Regions from separate parts of the Xenopus laevis genome. Here region 1 is linked to region 2. A link is a contact called in public Hi-C data. All regions are on one chromosome and are shown on one strand. The core of a region is the stretch at or near the end of the contact, and the rest is flanking DNA. Distances in the headings are between cores, read along the strand shown.

Region 1 (2,700 bases), core at 182-2,681, 58 kb before region 2:
ACCATATTTCAAAAGCTACAGGCACGTTAACTGCCTCCTGATACATCTGCAGTGCATGTCAATAACGGACAATTATATAGTTATGGGACCTGTTATCCAGAATGATGGGGACCAGGGGTTTCCCAGATAAGATCTTTCTGTAATTTAGATCTCCATAAGTTTAGTCTACAAAAAATAGTGTAAACATTAATTAAAGCCAATAGGATTGTTCTGCCCTCAATAAGGGTTAATTATAGCTTGGTTGTGATCAAGTATAAGGTAATGCTTAATTACTAAATATTATGGAGTCTATGGGAGATTTATTTTAAAAATTGAGTCTATGGGATATGGTCTTCGGTCCTGGAACTTTCTGGATAACAGGTTTCCAGATAATGGACCCCATACCTGTAATACAAAGCTAAGAATAACTGTGTATGGAAATAACAGATCAGAGTCCCCGTAGTGCCACAGTCCGGACTTTTCACAAACTGTGGCACTACGGGGACTCTGATATATATGCTTAAACATTGTGGAAATGTGAGTGCAATCACTTTATATATATATTTCATTATTAAAGAGGATTTTACACTATTCCTATAGAGCTATTGGAACATTGGAGGGAAAAGGGCAGACTGTCTGTGAAGGCCAGCACTATACCTGAAGGCCCATAAGAATTTTTAACGTTTGTGAGTACCCACCTAAAAATCACACTGGTTGGATAAAAGGTGATGGTAAGAACTTGTGAAGGAGAAGGAGTATCCCCCTTTATAGAGTGTGTGACCACCCAGAAACAAAAAATACTACACTATATTAGTCTATTGTCCCTTTTGTCTATCCTAAAGCTGTTTTGAGCGCTGGTCCATTGATATTTACATTACTTGATTGTTACATCCGAAGGAGAACGGATAGCACTGCGTAGCTTGACATCGCTATATAAATAAATGATGATAAATGATGATGATACTGGGCACTGGCAGAGGATGTGGACCACAGGACCCTGGATCATTTTTTTTACATATCTATTTCTATAGAACAGTTACTGCCTATTAATGAAGTAAACAAAAGCTAATCATGTTGAATATAACATCTCCCGTTCTAACACAGTGTCTGTATGTCACTTGCAGTACATAAGTCTTTGGCTTGTACGAATATGTTGGTGTTTCATGAAAATAATAAAATAAATATGAGTAATAAAACCTTCTTACAACAAACACAAAGCGCCATTTGCTTTTGAGAACCTGACGGGCAGAAACTGTAACAAGAGACGAGTACACGGACGTTATCTGCTCCCCTTCCATAATGTTCCATTTGCAGTAATTACGCACATATGTTATTCCCAGCCTGTCTGCCTAACACAAGAATTCAGCAATGACTGATCCTATAAACAAGGGGGATGAGATAAGCGGATCTCTTTTAGTGCTGTGTCACACACAGCATTCTCGCCAATGGCATCTATACATAGCCTTTCCACTTTATTTCTGGCCTACTAGGGAAGTGGATATTGTTTCCCAAAGAGACTGCCCTTCTGCATGTGTAAATATTTGAATTTAGCTGTGAGGTAAATGTACACAGCTACAGATCATCTGCTGCTTATTCCCTGATGTAATGGTGTCAGTAGTATGCACAGTGCACTAAAGACACTGACACCCTATCATCATCATCATCTTATGTATAGAGTTATAAACATGGGGCCAACACAGTGCCCTTGGAAGTTTCACTAATGTTATTTAGATGCTATTAGGCATATCAACAATGACCAGAGCGTTCTACATTTTTATAGGGTTCAGGGGTCCTAAAAATGAGCCCAAACTCGAGGAAGCAGCACATGTAATACACTCAGGGGTTATTTACCTTTAAATTAACTTTTAGTATTCTTTAGTATTATGTTGAGAGTCACATTCTGAGACAATTTGCAATTGGTTTCCATTTTCTATTTGTGGTTTTTGAGTTATTTAGCTTTTAATTCAGCAGCTCTCTAGTTTGCAATGTCAGCAATTAGGTTACCCTAACAACCATGCATTGATTTAAATAAACAACTGGAACAGGAGAAGGCCTAAATAAAAAAAATCAGTAACAATACATTTGTAGCTTTTCAAATAATTGAAAACTTATACAAAAGAAATAAAGCAGACCAATTGAAAAGCTGCTTAGAACAGGCCGTTCTACAACATAGCAAAAGTTAAAGGAAAACTATACCCCCCCCCCGAACAATGTAGGTCTCAAAAAGAAGATATTTTATACAACAGCTCATATGTAAAACCCTGCTTCATGTAAATAAAACATTTTCATAATAATATACTTTTTAATTTTATGTGCCATTGAGTAATCTTAAATATAATAAAAAAATAAGGGCCTCCCCCTGGGATCGTAGGATCCACGGTGCACACAAACGAACCATACATGTTAGGTCACATAAGCCAATTAAAAGACAGAGTTCTGTCTTTTGCTTCAACACTTCTTCCTGTTACAGTTAGAGTTGTAGTATTTCTGGTCAGGTGATCTCTGAGGCAGCACACAGACCATCACAAAATGGTGGTTCAAGGCAAGAGATGTAAAAGGGCAATATTTACTTAAAGAATCTTACCAAAGTGGTATATATATTTATATATATCTGTTGCTTAAACTTTTATTTTGGGGGTAAAGTTTTCCTTTAACTTAAAGATGTCCAGTACTAATGGACAGAGCAAAGAAAGTGAATGGCTTCCATTGTGAAATGGCAAC
Region 2 (2,700 bases), core at 71-2,570:
CAAAAGAGGGACTGTCCCTCCGAAAAAGGGACAGTTGGGAGGTATGAAACTGCAAGAAGAATAATTAAAACAGAAATGTCACCGTTTCCCATGGGTTACTGGCCAGGTGCATATTTGCCTATTGTTGATAAATGAGCCCCAACATTAAGAAAGTTGCTGTGGAACTCTGTGATGGAGACAGGGGTGCAAGGGGTGGAAAGGAGATACATTTAATTTTAGAGAGCTCCTATCCAGAGGCAGACGGGTTTGGTGAAAAAGATAAATAAGGCACCGTCCTGTTTCCTGTACTGACAGATCCTGGATAAGCGATGTCATTGTATGTAGCACTAACAACATGCCATATTACACATCAGCTATAGGAAACCTGGGGTCCTCCAGTTGTTTCTAGCTGCCTGCAGTTGAAGCCAGTGGAAATACCGGCTATAGATTTATCCTGGCGGCTCTCCAAATAAATACCTTTCCTTTATTCTTTGTAATTTTAAAGAATGATCCAAAAAAAGACACTTGTAAAATAGCAGCAACTGAGAGCCCCCCCCCGTGTCACTCATTATACTGTAGTTCTTCTACTATCAAACATCAAGCATTCTATGAACCAATTTAAAGGAAAATATAAGAAAAAGTGTAATGTTCTAGCACAAGTCAAAGAAGCCATTAGAGCTAATGTTTCTAAAGTATTTGCAAAGCAGTAACTCACCCAGACTGTCCCAAAAAATTTAAAGCAGTGTGACAGGTAGTAATAGTCCATGTTGCAGATACTAGTTGCAGTTGCTCATCCTGGGTGCCTTGTCGTTATTAGCCCCACCGCACTAAGTACTCAGACGGACATCAATAATTTACATGTTCCTCATCACAACGAGGGAAGCTTCCTCTTTCATCAGCAAGGTTACACGTAGGGGATTAGCCAGTCATACGAGACAACAGGCTGGGTAAAAACTTGCAAGTGGAACTTTTACTGACTGCGTACACATTAGCCGAGGTGCACTGAAACAGCTCTGGGAGGTGGATGTATTCATATTTATATCAACTGAGTGGGACATTGCGGGGTATTACTATTTATACTTCTGGAGTAATGCTCCTATCATTTGGATAGAAAAAAACACTGTAAACATATTGATTTCATGGTGTCTCTTTCTCTTGTACTGCCAGCATGCTTACAGTCTAGCAGCCAAAAAGCAGTTTAGATCAGTACCTAGAATAATAAACAGGCGCCCCAGGGTAAAGGCATTAGCATCTATATTATAGTGTCTGCTGTTTCACATACAAATGTAAATGGATAAGAGCAGCTGATTCAGCACCATCCTGTTCTACATTCACACCCAAATAGGGATCTCAATGTGCAACACCAAGAAACTGAAACGTCCTAAGCATTCAGCCTTATGGCACCTCAGATGGGGATGTGGAATTAGATATGTAAATTCAGCTTTTTCACTTTTTCTAAATAAACATGTCTCTATGGCTTGCACTTTCCATTCCCTATCTATGTTGCCCCATGTTCTTTTTACTAGCTTGTGGATCTACATACAGAGTGAACCTCAACACTGATGGAACGGGGAACAGCAGCAAAATGCTGGTGTGCTATTAGATGTATTTATCCTTTTTTTTCATGTTAACACTTACATAAATACAAGACATACATAAATAGAATATTTACATATTAACCACTGTATAACAGGGAACAAATCACCAGAACATTCCTATCACTTTGCTTAGGACAATGTAGCCACCATGTAAAATAACCTAACATAAATACTGCGTCAATATACAGTTTGTTTAGACAAGTGTAAACTATTGTATAGACTGTGATGAAAGAATATTCAGACTACTGTGGTCATAAAATATTCCCTACTTAGGGAAATAAGCAATACAGGCATGGGACAGGTTATCCAGAATGCCTGGGATTTTCTGGATAACAGATCGTTCCGTAATTTGGATCTTCATACCTTAAGTCTACTAGAAAATCATTTAAACGTTAAATAAATGCAGTAGGATTTTTTTTGCCTCCAATATGGTTTAGTCAGGTCAACTTAGATCAAGTAAAAGGTACTGTTTATTATTAAAGATAAAAAGGATTTTTTTTTTTAAATGTAATGATTTGGATGAAATGGAGTCTATCGGAGATGGCCTTCCCAAGATTTAGAGCTTTCTAGATAACTGGTTTCTAGATAACGGATCCCATACCTGTACTGTAGATATTATGTATATGTATGTGCTGAATATCAAAGAACACACTCTGTACTATCTGATTGTGGCATAACCAGATGGTGTATGTGTGAAACGGAGCCATGTTCTTGCTTCTCACCTTATTTACATGCTTCTATAGCAAAGGTCTAGCAACAACTATAACAAACTGATTTTTTTTTTTTTTTTTTTTAATAAAGATAACTAAAAGTCATCATCAATTAAACCCATACACATGTATAATGTAAGAATCTCCAAATGAGCTTATTTAATTCCTTAGGCTACGAACACACGTGGATACGTGCAGCGTTTTCAGCAAGCTTCACACTGCTAGCTGACCGCAGAGTAAAATCCGCTAGCGTAGCATGTCATTGCCGAAGGTTGAAACCGCAAGCGTTTTTACGCATCGGCCATTTTTTTTTTTTTAAAGAACCTCGGCGCGGACCATGCCGAAAAGGCAGCAAAATGTGTGTCCGTAGCAATTTGATTTATATGAATGTATATTAATATACAATTCGCAAA

What was found. Hi-C and Micro-C count contacts between places; a contact is called where the count stands out from the background.
Region 1: a Hi-C map of animal cap shows a contact between it and region 2, with 8 times the contacts expected there. A contact is called at or near these places in 3 of 4 Hi-C or Micro-C datasets (the XL177 cell line, the XTC cell line and animal cap).

What each region holds. Positions count from the first base shown.
Region 1 is chr1L:159,920,817-159,923,516 of Xenopus_laevis_v10.1, reverse strand. The region is part of intron 6 of LOC108715698; the gene reads right to left. Among protein-coding and RNA genes, the nearest start is that of crybb3.L, 21 kb to the left of the region's middle.
Region 2 is chr1L:159,862,346-159,865,045 of Xenopus_laevis_v10.1, reverse strand. All of the region lies in intron 5 of LOC108715698, which reads right to left. Among protein-coding and RNA genes, the nearest start is that of LOC108715698, 56 kb to the right of the region's middle.